Linked DNA regions of Mus musculus: regions 2, 3 and 4 are each linked to region 1. A link is a contact called in public Hi-C and HiChIP or PLAC-seq data. All regions are on one chromosome and are shown on one strand. Each heading gives the region's core, a stretch centred on a gene start, on an enhancer-like site or on the middle of the called end of the contact. The rest is flanking DNA. Distances are from core to core; before and after follow the strand shown. Region 1 overlaps Gm20125 (predicted gene, 20125). Region 2 has its middle 240 kb from the start of Gm20125. Region 3 has its middle 540 kb from the start of Gm20125. Region 4 has its middle 490 kb from the start of Gm20125.

Region 1 (3,137 bases), core at 216-2,715:
GAATTATTCTGAAAAAGCACCCAACTTTCAAATGACAATAAAACATTTCCCTTTATATTTCAAATGGTAATACGCTCATGTATTTATGTGGACTATTTGTTCATCTGACCTCTTCCAGTCAATATCATGTGCAACATCATGGCACAGTATCAGTGGTAAATTGTGTATTTAATCATTTATATTATTTTCCTATTATAGCCGTCATGAATGATAGCAACATTTGCAATTATCTTTACTAGGTGACATATCCCTATACAACAATGATTTTAGACATTAAAATTTGTGGCTGTAATGATTCTCCACTTTTCTTGCTTCTCTCAGTGTATCTAGTTATACCATAATTTACAATTACAATACTTTTAGGTCCTCATTCTTGTTTCTATTTTGATTGTGTGTGTGTGTGTGTGTGTGTGTGTGTGTGTGTGTGTGTGTGTGTAGATAGATAGGTAGATAGATAGATAGATAGATAGATAGATAGATAGATAGATAGATAGATGGATTCTAATTCATATTGTAGATGGTATTCCTTCTTCAAAGTCTTATTTAGCAAGCATGGTTTTCAGAATTTAGATATTAAACCCCAGTGTGTGTGTGTGTGTTCAGATATTATATATTTCATTCAAATGGAAAAAAAACATATTTGTTAATCTTAAGCCATGAAAACAATGTCTAGCCTTGTCTTTTTTTCTTTGATAATTGGGATTTATTTTATGTGGTTTTGCTGTGTGTGTCTACTGACCTCTCATCGTATTTCATGAAAAGTTGAAGTTGAAATCCTTCCCAGAAAGTGGTAAATGTCTTTAACTGGAGACAAAAGAAGGAAGCATTTGGGAATGCAGAAGAACTTGTGTACTCAAGGCTGTGGAAACAGGAACAGGATGGACAACAGGCAAGGTATTAAAAATGCATGTCATTATAAGGAAGTCTGAACAAAATTATTTGACATTCTCTTCTACAACCCTTGTGTTTTTAAGATTCTGCTAACTTAGAAGATCTAAAAATATAAGCCAAAGAACAAAGAGGAAACTTAGAATTATATACTCAAAAATCAGACAGAAGAAAATCATATGACTGCCTTGCAAAGGATATGTTATTGTCTTATTATTTTTTTAATGTCAATTTCCTTGCATACTGAATCAACTGACTAGCATCTGTTGTAGAAATATCATAGAGATATTACAAACAAAAGTACAGACTCAGGCAGATACTGTTAATCTCTAGGTTTTCTCTCACTCCGTTTGCTTTGTGTCTTTCATTTCCTTTAAATTTAGAAATTAAGACCCGTCTTTGCAATTATTAAATGATTAAAATAATTTTTATTCTTTTATATCAGCACTATATAACAGGCATGAATATACAAGAAATTTTGAGTACTTATCACAAAACAAAACACAGTCCTCCCTCTCCTGAGTCACCTTGTACTTGAGCTGACAGATTGAGTCACAGTGAGACATGATGCTTTATGGTTTTGTTGGCCAGACTTCCATCTGCATGACTGTTTGTGGTATAAGAATATCCCTGCCTTGGCCACTGTTCTTTTCAGCACAGCTTTACTTGTTCAGTGCCCTTTAGTTAACCTTGAGACAAAACACAAAAAGTCAGTCTCAGGCATTTTGCCTTTTACCAAATAAAACTCCATTAAATATGTGCATGCTTGTGTGTGTGTGTGTGTGTGTGTGTGTGTGTGTGTGTGTACAACTGGAATAGCCGAGGAGTATTGCCAAAAGGAAAAGTCACAAGTTTGAACAGCAAGTGTCTTTGACTTATTGCTGTGATTATTCTAATTGCTCATCTACTTGGTGGGAGGCTGCAGGAAGCTGTTTTGAAGTAATCAAGCTGAGATGGGCCCTTCTATTTATAATAGTTCTGAAAATTCTTATCCCCCTAAAGACTTAATTGCATTTTTCTTTAAAAAATAGATTCACTGTTGTTTCTTCTTGCCATTTTTGTTGCTTAAATTCAATAATAAATATTTGATAGTTTCTTAGTTATTATACAAATAAGCATAAATTATCTTTCATTTGGTAGATTAAACAAAAAGCACTCAACATCCATTAAGAAATCTGAAGTGCAATAGAAACCCTCTATAATATATCAATACTCTGTAAGCAATCTCTAGAAGAGAACAGTTAGATGCATATCACCCATGTGAATACATTTCTTTCTTGAGAAAAGACAGTTGTGTTTTTTTCCAGCTTTAGATCAATATTGCATCAGTATTCTATTGTCATGATTGGTATTATTAGATGACAGAAAAGTACAGAATCAGCAGGAATTAGCACCTTGTTGCTACTTAACCCTATGTTGAGAACCTCTTTGTTCCCCAGTGTTGTGATTTGCTCAAGGCAACTGCTAGATCTCTCAAGCACACACAAAAAACCAGCACTTCTGCCACTTCTTAACTTTTTATCTGGGGATTTTCCAGCCAGAGTCTAGCATTCTGTTTCAGTTGGCTACTAATAGTTATTTTAGAATTTTTGTGGAAATTAAATAACTAAAATCCCTAATAACCATCCATAAAATAGACACTAAAATTTACAGTGATTTTACTTTTGCTCAAATTCTACACAGAAAGTACATCTTAAATTTGTCTAAAAAGCATGTTTGGACTATGGGACTCTCTTCTCTGCCTCCCATCTACCCTCTGTCTTTAACTCTTCTCTAGCTATGCAGGTATTAACAAAGCCAATGATATGAACTCATTTTATGAAATGTTTCTATGCAAACATGTAGCTAAGTTCCTAAGATAATATCATAGAACATGAAACCCTGGAACCTGGAGTATCCTAAGAGTTACCAGGTCTCACTCCTTGGTTTTGCCAAAGAGGGCACTATAATCTGAACTTTTAATTTGCTTACTGAAAAGCACAGAGTGGCAGTGTTATATAGACTCAGGAATTCTTAGCATGGCAAATAATTACATTCTTAAATTTTCACTTCCATGTTGTGCTCAAGGGAAAAAATTGAATATAAAAGAACCTATTTTTGGATATTCCCTGCAAAATTAAAGATAATTATTTCTAGGTGTGTGGGAGTTTGCACAGGAAGACATGGTTTTATCTTCACAATCATTTCTCAAATACACTGTACTTTTCTGTATGGGACCAAAATGAACACACATATACAGATTTGAACTC
Region 2 (3,005 bases), core at 480-2,979, 340 kb after region 1:
AATTCATATATCCTTGGGGTGATGAAAAAGATCTGAGTTACTAGTGAGAAAGGCAGAGGGAGCTGGACTGGGCCTCAAACAAGAGACTGTTACTCATGTCCACAACTTGTGACTTATTTAGCCTTAGACAAGCTGTCAAGGAGAAGTCTCCGAGACACGGTGATATTTCTGATTTGAACATAAAGTTTCTTTGAGGGAAATAATCAAAAGAAAGAGGGACTACCCATCCAATGGGATTAGAAACAGACGAGGGCCTGGAAGCTTCCTTGGGGACAGATGTACTCACTGAGCAAGAGAGGAGGAGAGAGGGCCAGGTCGCTGGCTTTTTCAATCTCTTTGTCAGTGGATTATAGATGTAGCTATAAGTTTAACTGTGTTGCCTCATTAGCTGTGTGACTCTGGGCAAGTTCTTTCTGTCTCTGATTTTGGCTTCCTTTACTATAACATAGGGATGACAGTATAACTATACATGTGTCCTGAGTTTGTTTTCCCTGATTCTCTGAGCACTTCCCTGGTTTCATGTTTTGATGTGCCCCCTTGTTTTTATTGCTTTGGCTCCCAAGAGTATGTATAGAGGGGGTGTGTCTATATTGCTTTCATCTCCTTAATAAAATCCAAGCTTGAAGAGAGGAGAAAAATATACAGTGGACTCCTTGCATGTCCCTTTTAGCTGCTAGAATGTAGGTCCTATAGCACTGGACAAATACGTGCTAAACAAATGAGGTTGTTAAGACCCAGCCACAAAAATTCCCTCTGCTGTGGATCAATTACACAGAGTAGGAAGAAGCAGGGGTAGAATAATTTAGCCAGGGTCTGGGTGTTTATTTCCAGTTCATCTGTGGCTATATATAGGCTCTATTACAGTGAGACTGATAAAGGAGAGGTGACATTTTGGAAGGAGTGAAGAAAATTTGGGTATTACAGCCCAACATTTGTCTAGTCCTCAGTTGATAGCAATACACATTTCCTTCCCCCTGGCTAAATTTGGATCAAATGCTGGCTGAGTGCACAGAACAAGCCAGAAAGGCATTGTACCTCTATTTTGTGACATATGAGCTCCCTGCTTTAATCTCCCCTCTACTGTATAAAAGAAGATCTGAGGCTGTTAGCCTTCAATCCGGTGATTCATGCAGCTGGCACACAATAGATCCCACCTCTTTCCTCACTGCCACACAGTACCAAGCTAAACAAAATGTCTTAGAAAGCTCCAGTACATGGAGCTGGCCTGTCACAGCCCCTCCCCTCCCCTCCCCCAGTTCTCCCCTCCCTCACTTCTTCTTTTTTTTTTTTTTCTCTCCTTTCTTTTTCTTCTTGTATAGAGCAAAAGAGTCCAAATGCCTAGCACCTGCCTTTTTACTGACATTTCCACAAAGGTAAAGAATGAACCTTTTGTCAGCTCCATCCAAATGATCTGTTCTGAAACAATGAGATAAAACAGCCTGGGCCCCTCTCCCTGATACTCGATTATAGAGCAGAAGATTTTATTGATTTAATGAGGGATCGAGGTTTTTTGCCCAGCACCCCTTGTGGCAGAGGAACAAGTCTTACTGGCAGGTACCTCCGCAGAAACGCTTCTTTCAGATCCGTTGGGTTATTTTTTAGAAGTGCATCTTTCTGGTTTTGGCTCTGAGAAGACCCACAGCAAAACTTCCCGGGCTACATGAAGCAGTCAAACTGCCTGCAGTGATTTCAGTATGTATCTCCAGGCAGGGAGAGGCACAGAGGGGACGCTGCTCAGCGCTGCAGGGGGAGGTGGCAGGAGAAAGCAGTTTGAATAAAGAAGGAGAGTCAGGGAGAGGAGACAGAAAAAGAAATGACGTTTCTCTCTGCAAGAGTCTGTGTGCACACCTATTATTTCTCAGTGCTATCTGTGTCTATTTCGGCTCGGTCCCTAACCCCTCCTCCCTGCTCACCACCCTTCCGCTGCCCTTCCCCCTCCCAGTCCATTACCCAAGTTTGATCAGAGAAAAAAAAAAGTAGGGAAGGGGCTTCAGGCACTGTGGTCCCTGTGGCCCTTTCTCTGCACAGCTCCATAATCTTTTTGGCTTTTGTTCTTTTCCTCTTTGGGGGGTCTCATGATATTATTATTGACATTTTCATATGGTAATCATTTGAATTCTGTGTGTCTTCTTTTCTCACTGCCCTATTTTTTTACATAGCATCTGACTTCATTGTCCACTGAGCTGTGGTGAAAGGGACACTGCCAGTCACCTGCTGACCAAATTTAAGCAGCCATCTACTATTCAGACCAATTGTGCTGTTTGTTCATAGACTGGACAGCCAGAATTCCTGTTAATGCAAGCCTATGTCTCCATACACGGTGTACATTTATTTAAATAGATTTATGCATTCCACCCATAGATTAAACCCCCCACCACAACCACCATCACCACCACCAAACTCCCCCTGGTGTTACTGTTTCTCTGATAGCTAGCTTGAAAAGAAACAATTCCTAAGAGCTTGTGGTTTCCAAAAACCCAGCCCTTCCCCCCTGCCTTTCAGTTTACACAAAATGAGGGCCCGCCCCTCCCCCACAGCCTCTCTGCTCTTTGCCTCAAGCCAGTCTGAAAGCAGGGGGCAAAATCATTACTTCCCAATTACCTTAAGCCATGCAAGATAACCTCTCTCAAGGGCTGCTAGTAAAATATGCACACGGTTCCAGTGTCTAGACAGTTATGAAATATAGGTGAAGGGCTTGGCCGCTGCCGGAACCCTGATGCATCCCAAATGAAGTGCTTTTATTAAAGAAGTATAATCACCATGATAACTAATTACGTCAATACCACATAGTTAATTAAACCCATTATAGTTACTACTCCCTTGGGGGAGAGGTCAAATAAAGCCACTGTCTTCTTGATACTACTGTGATAACAAAAGAAGGAAAAATTAAGAGAAACAATGCAGATCTCTTGTCTTCTGCCCCCTACACACCCTAATATTCACTGTCTATTAAGTCACATAAGAGGGTTTCCAAGTGTAACTTATACCTGAACATCGCTAGGTTT
Region 3 (3,169 bases), core at 444-2,943, 440 kb before region 1:
ACCACTTTCCATGATGGAATTTTGTCTGACTTACTCTGGCACTGGTGTTGTACATGTCACAGTCGCTGTGAGTTCATATGTTCAACTGCACTGTTGTGTGAGAAAAGAAAGCATAGACCATGGAGAATTCAAGCTGGCATTAATGTGGAAGCATCATTATTATTGGTAGACTTCCTTTGTGCTAAGAACTACTAGATAGCTATCTACATAAGGATAAAAGTAACCCCCTGTGTTATCCAGCTATAAACACTACTTGCACTAAAATTGGAGCCAGAAACCTGCATCTAAACAGATAGATCATAGCTTTAGTGTGTTTCAGAGGTCAGGAGTGGTCATCTGCTAAATTCACTCCATGAGATGTCCAAAAAATTGTAGGAAGAAGCTCACTCAGAAATTAAAGTGAAGCCACTATTATAGAGAGAATGAAAATGAGAAAGGAGGGAGGTGGGACAGAGTCAGAGAGAGACAGACACAGAGAAAAAAGACATACACATGCAGATAGACAGAAACACAAACACAGAGAGAGAGAGAGACAGATGGAGACAAGAGACTTAAGAGACTGACCAAGTTAGAGACACAGATAGTCAGAGACACAGGGAGATCGAGACTACTGACAGACTAGGACAGCTAGAAGTATGAGAGGGGTGTATCAAAACAGGCAGTGACTGGCAAGAGAAAGGAGCAGAGATCCTCCTGGGGCCCTGGAAAGAAACGAAGGGTTCTAGACCCGAGTAGAGAACAGCAAAATAGAAACATCTCTGAGCAAAAAGGAGATATTGAGGGTCTGGGGAACAAAATAATAATTACAGATCCTGAGGACAAATGACAGAGTGAAAGTACCTTATAGAATGACAGGCAAATAGAAATGCCAGACATATCGTCAAACAAACAAACAAACAAATAACCCACTAACTTTATTACTGACAAATAGCTACCATCAAGAGATGAGAGGAACCTTAGGAGTTAGAGTCCTCTCTTTCCTTCCTGACTGGTCCTACAGAGGGTATCTACCCTTAGATAGTGTATGCTTCCTGTTCAGGCCATTTTGAAACAATTGCAGTATCCTGGGAGTGTCAGGGAACCTCCTGACAAAGGAACAATCTTTCTTAGAGTTGCCAGTTCTGTTTTCAGATTTGACCAAGTTCCTTTGACCTTCTTAAGAACAACCCTTGGTTTGATCAGAAACCTGTTTATAGTTCCAGAAAATTGGCAATGGTAACTTTTCTGATTATTGGAGTATCACAAAGTTTCAAAAATGATGTAAGGATTGTAAGAAATCATGTACTCACTCTCTAGTGAGCCATGGCAAGAGAAAGATGAGCCGTTCTGAAAACAGAACTTTATTGCCTCATAATTCTTGGGGGCTAGAAATTTGAGATCAAGATAGACAGTGTGGAGTCTGCTGACAGGCGAGATTGCAAACCAGCATCTTGCCTCACCCTAAGTTTCTGGTGGTCTGCCAACATTCCTTGGTTAGTCATAAGGCTTCTTACTAACTTTATCTTTACTTGTTTTTCTGTGTGCTTGTCCATTTCCAACATTCTTTTTTATAAATAAATGTACCAATAATATTTGATTAGAAACACACATTAATTATTTTTATTGTGTTATTACTTGTGTAAGAGACCTGTGTTCAAGCAGAGTCATATTTGGAGGCATGAGCAGGATACAGTTTCACCATGTGGAATTTATGGGTTCATATTTTTCCTCTGATGTTATAAATTTATGTCCCTGCTCTTCTGCATACAAGATGCACACTGTCTTCACTTCAACAGCAGAGGGTTATTCCATGGATAAAATAGCTACTAAGGAATCCTGGAAAGTTCTGATTACCTGGATGTCAAGCTCTGCATAAATGACTCGATTTCAATGAGGTCTCACCTTACTTTTATAGAATATGAAATTTTATGGTACTAAATATTAACCTTGTATAAAGAGAGGTCCATGGATAGATGCAAAGTGGTTGTGTTAATTTAGAAAAGAAAATGTTTACTCAGATATGTACAATTCAATCATAAGTGTGTCACAAACTTCCTCGGAATGATTTTCAATGAGTGATGTCATAAGATGTTTTACTTATCAAAACCACATGTTGCCATTTTCATTGATGCAAATTATTCAACTCTGGCATGCAACTAATCTTGTATCAATTATGTACTATTTCAACTATTCAGGGAGTTAAAAATATATACCCCCAAAAAATATATACCCAAAATAAAAGTAATAAGTACCACTATTCTATTGTAGCTCACACCTGAAATCTCATAAATTGGCAAACTACACCAAGGGGATTGCAAGAGTCCTAGGCCTAAAGGAAAATAAATCTTTCTATAGAGTTTGAAGTCCTATTATCCAGAATTTTTATCATTTTACAATGCACTAAGCTATTCAGTGTACAGTGAAGTTATGGCTACCATTTTAATTCCACCAAAATAAGGAAAAGATTAGTCACTAGAAAAATGCATTCATAATATTCACAATAGCAGTACTGTGCAGCAAACAACAGGTTGTCTAAAAGAATATTTTATGTATACATACAGACACACGAACATACAGACACACACATACACAGAGAGAGAGAGAACAGAGACAGACAGACAGACAGACAGACAGACAGACAGACAGGCGGGCAGGCAGGCAGGCAGACAGGCAGACAGAGACAGAGAGGGAGAGACCTTCAGGAGAGTACTAGTGAATATATACTATTTAAAGATTCCACATTATTCTCCCAAAGTCCCCTAATTACAGTCATCTCTCCCAAAATCCTCTTCCTCTATTCATCTCATTCTACCTGAACCCTCAAACTCATGTTCTTCCAGTCCCTACAAAATGTATTCTATTTCTCCTTCCCAGAAAGATCCCTTCATTCTCCCCTTTAAGTCCTCATTGTTACTTAGCTTCCCTGGATCTGTATTATAGCATTGTTATCCTTACTTTACAGGTAATATCCACTTATAAGTGATTACATACCATGTTTTTTCTTTTTTCTAATTTTTTATTAGATATTTTCTTCATTTACATTTCAAATGCTATCCCAAAAGTCTCCTATACCCTCTCCCAACCCTGCTCCCCTACCTACTCACTCCTACTTCTTGACCCTGGTTTTCCCCTGTATTGGGGCATATAAAGTTTGCTAGACCAAGGGGCCTCTCTTCCCAATGATGGCCAA
Region 4 (3,231 bases), core at 512-3,011, 390 kb before region 1:
AATTATGTTACATTGGATTGTACTGGAGGTAGGATAAATGTTCTCATCTCTCTCGGGATTTAACAGATGCTCTTTTTAAGAACTGGAAAAAATAAATAAACTGCCTCATCTGTAGGGAAGATTTGTGTTAGGGTGGCATGGTCGGTCTGAGGTTCTATAGGAACCAAGAAACCCAGGTGAAAAATCAATGTGAAAGCCACACTGTCAGTATTACAACAACAAAGATAACATCAATGTGACCATGGAAGAGGATGCAGAACTCTGTCAAAGAATGCACCCCACTTAAGATCATGGGCCTTTGTGTCATCATCAACAGAAGTCCAATGAAAATATGCTTAACATCATATCCATGGAAAACCCAAGACAAATGCATGTTGTTTTGATCTGTTAATGTGGTTAAATTTGAAAAAATATAGAAAATTATTGTGTATTTATTTTACAAAATACTTTTGAAGCCCTTTTTATATCACTTCTACTGGGAATTACCCCCCCCCAACTTGCCCTTAATTTTTGCCTCATTGAATCATCATTTTTATCTGTTCTCAAGTGTTATCACTCAAAAGACTTCTGTCACCTGTAGTACAGAATAAATTTGACTTTGTTCCTTTTTTTTTCTGTGACTGTTGGGGCACCTCTCTACACATTGAATTAAGGTATGTCTCTCAAGGTTCAATCGTTAATTCTGTCCTGGCAGAGAGCTAAGTCCTAACAGGATTTTGGTATTCTCATTTTTATGGTCCATTACTAGGATTTCTTTAGTAAACTTGTGTCCTTCCACACCTGCTCAAAACATGAAGACCAAGCAGCCCTCATTGTCTAAAGGCAATCCTAAGAGATGGACCAGGCTTCTTCTTTTTGTTTGTTTGTTTGTTTTTCGGAACAGGGTTTCTCTGTGTAGCCCTGGCTGTCCTGGAACTCACTCTGTAGACCAGGCTGGCCTCGAACTCAGAAATCTGCCTGTCTCTGCCTCCCAAGAGCTGGGATTAAAGGCATGCGCCACACTGCTAACTAATGACAATAAATATCTAACAGCCAATATACCTGAAACAGGAAGTAAGGGGCAGAACTTCCGGGCAGACAGCACACAAGCAGATGGAGGAAAATCCAAGGGGATAGAAAAAGGAATCGTATGGGTGGGAACAAGAATATTATACCCAAGTCACAGGGACCTCCAAAGACCGCTGGAGAGTCAATTCTGAAGCAAACGCACAAGTGTTTTTATTAGGAGCTAATGACCAAAGACTCTCACCACCAACTTCAGCTAGTCTAAGATGAAAGCTCTGTCTCTGCAGGTGCAGGATATTTAATGTGGTTAAAGCAAGCTTGGGGAATTTCCATATGGGTTAGCAAGTTAATATTTTACAAACTGCACTTCTGGTATAATCTGCAGGCACCAAACACGGGCGGGGGCGCGGGGGTGGGGGGTGAACCACCTGACAAACAGGATGGCTATGTTATCTATTGTCTGCAGGATGTCTTAGGTTATCTCAGTGGACCTTGACCCTGTTGTAGCCTGACTGGCTGTTGCTAAGGGCAGCAGGGTGCCATAGGATGTTTGCTCAAGTGGACTTTGTGGTTTTCCTCCTGGAATTAGAGTTTAATCTCTGGGTCTCACACAAAATGGTGCTTCTTTAAAAAAACAAAAAAACAAAAAACAAAAAAAAAAAAACCAAAAAAACCAAAAAAAAACTGAGTTGGTTGGGCTTTACAGAGCAGAGAGGTACAGAGCTAGCCACATGGTGGGGACTCAGTGCCCAGAAGTCAGATTATGTTAGAAGCTAGCTGAGAGACTGCCACAGCAAAAGGCCAAAAGCTTTAAACTACAGAAGTCTCACTCAAGTCTTATTTAAACGGCTAGCAGTTCTCTGCAAAATGTGATGATCACATCTAGTTTCCTTTGTTTATGTCAACAGGGTTCTATTTAAGACTCTTGCATGTAAGAACAAAATGCTGGGGGGTGCAGGCCATTACACATTGATAATCAAACAATGTGAATTAGTCTATGGAAATCAAAATGACATTCCTCAAAAAAAATCATATGTATTAGCTATACCACTTCTGTGAATCTAAACATGCTATGGATTTTTAAATATTTTTTAAACTATTCATAATAGACAAGTTATGGATTTGGCATATATCCATCAACTGATAGATGAATACAAAATGTGGTATATATGTATTCAGTGAAGTTTTTAGTCATGAACAATGAAATTGTCACTACAAGAAAAATTTAATGAACCTATAAATCATAAAAAAAAGAACATGCTTTTCTATTAACTAAAATCCTTCTCGATGTTAATATACTTCATTCTGTTCCCATAATGTATGATGGTAGTCTCTCTCTCTCTCTCTCTCTCTCTCTCTCTCTCTCTCTCTCTCTATTTGTGTGTGTTTTCTGAATTTTAACCACTCCTTCCACTCCCAGCTGCATCAAATGCAGAAATTCAAAATACTTTCAAACCGTCTATGCTCAAGTGGATGGTGGTTTGAAATAGTGTTGACCCATCCATCTAGTCTTAACTATTAGTCACATCAATGGGAAATATAGATGAATGGAATTAGCTACAGTTTTCTAATTATCTTATCCCTGGTTGTTTTCTCCTCTTTCTTAGTATTCTGAGTGGACATTATCCTTTTAATGTCATTATATGTTCAAAGTTCTGCTTGAAAGTCAATTCTTTTTTTTTTCTTAAAAAAAAAAAGAGAGATTCTTTAACCTTATGCAATCATAGAAACTTACTTCAAAAAAAGCATTGTTTAAGAAAACAATGCTTTTTTCAAGAGCCATAGGGAATGGAGAGAATCAAGGGGAAAGGTCTAGGTGCAGCAGAACCAGTGTACACATGAAATCACAGACTGGCAGCACAAGTCTGGGGCAGATGGGGTCCCAGGGCTGAAAGCAGAAGTGAACATATGTTCCCATCCATAACCCAAAAGCTATCTCCAGTTATTAACTACTTGCAAATGAAAACTTAGTATTCTCAATAAGTCACACTGAGCATATAAACCACTCTTTTTGTTTGTTTGTTTGTTTGTTTATTACACTCCCGATTTTACCTTCCCTACCTACCACAACCGCCATCCCCATCCTACTGAGCCACATCCCATACCTCCTCCCCACATCCCTGTCTCCATGAGGATGTCTCCACCCCACACACACAACCCCACCTGATCTCTAAACTTCCCAGGGCCTCTAGTGTCTTGAGGGTTAGGTGTATCATACCTGATTAA

Evidence for each region. Hi-C and Micro-C count contacts between places; a contact is called where the count stands out from the background. HiChIP or PLAC-seq counts read pairs in DNA pulled down with a chosen protein or histone mark.
Region 2: a contact with region 1 is called in a Hi-C map of cerebellar granule neurons, with 5 times the contacts expected there. The contact joins two enhancer-like sites. A contact is called at or near these places in 1 of 15 datasets of contacts at CTCF or cohesin (the NIH/3T3 cell line), 8 of 484 Hi-C or Micro-C datasets (bone marrow-derived macrophages, cardiomyocytes, cerebellar granule neurons and 4 more), 1 of 115 datasets of contacts at active chromatin or transcription factors (bone marrow-derived macrophages) and 1 of 9 other capture datasets (bone marrow-derived macrophages).
Region 3: a contact with region 1 is called in an H3K27ac HiChIP or PLAC-seq map of the NIH/3T3 cell line, with 5 times the contacts expected there. The contact joins two enhancer-like sites. A contact is called at or near these places in 1 of 15 datasets of contacts at CTCF or cohesin (the NIH/3T3 cell line), 5 of 484 Hi-C or Micro-C datasets (the C2C12 cell line, adipose-derived mesenchymal stem cells, cumulus cells and 2 more) and 2 of 115 datasets of contacts at active chromatin or transcription factors (the NIH/3T3 cell line and vascular smooth muscle cells).
Region 4: a contact with region 1 is called in a Hi-C map of pancreatic cancer cells, with 5 times the contacts expected there. The contact joins two enhancer-like sites. A contact is called at or near these places in 1 of 15 datasets of contacts at CTCF or cohesin (the NIH/3T3 cell line) and 1 of 484 Hi-C or Micro-C datasets (pancreatic cancer cells).

The regions. Positions count from the first base shown.
Region 1 is chr10:16,988,881-16,992,017 of GRCm38.p6, forward strand. It overlaps Gm20125 (predicted gene, 20125), which reads right to left. Exons shown (of 9, transcript NR_038020.1): 2 at 1,416-1,577; 3 at 740-859. Among named protein-coding and RNA genes, the nearest start is that of Gm20125, 110 kb to the right of the region's middle. Within about 2 kb of position 1,466, at least 35 of the 459 cell types and tissues checked have an H3K27ac peak or open chromatin away from gene starts, as enhancers often do. A contact at or near this core is called in the C2C12 cell line, the NIH/3T3 cell line, cerebellar granule neurons and 3 more, where this site is marked.
Region 2 is chr10:17,329,987-17,332,991 of GRCm38.p6, forward strand. No RefSeq gene overlaps it. Among named protein-coding and RNA genes, the nearest start is that of Gm20125, 240 kb to the left of the region's middle. Within about 2 kb of position 1,730, at least 98 of the 459 cell types and tissues checked have an H3K27ac peak or open chromatin away from gene starts, as enhancers often do. A contact at or near this core is called in cerebellar granule neurons and cerebellum, where this site is marked.
Region 3 is chr10:16,552,043-16,555,211 of GRCm38.p6, forward strand. No RefSeq gene overlaps it. Among named protein-coding and RNA genes, the nearest start is that of Gm20125, 540 kb to the right of the region's middle. Within about 2 kb of position 1,694, at least 56 of the 459 cell types and tissues checked have an H3K27ac peak or open chromatin away from gene starts, as enhancers often do. A contact at or near this core is called in the C2C12 cell line, the NIH/3T3 cell line and myocytes, where this site is marked.
Region 4 is chr10:16,599,665-16,602,895 of GRCm38.p6, forward strand. No RefSeq gene overlaps it. Among named protein-coding and RNA genes, the nearest start is that of Gm20125, 490 kb to the right of the region's middle. Within about 2 kb of position 1,762, at least 43 of the 459 cell types and tissues checked have an H3K27ac peak or open chromatin away from gene starts, as enhancers often do. A contact at or near this core is called in pancreatic cancer cells, where this site is marked.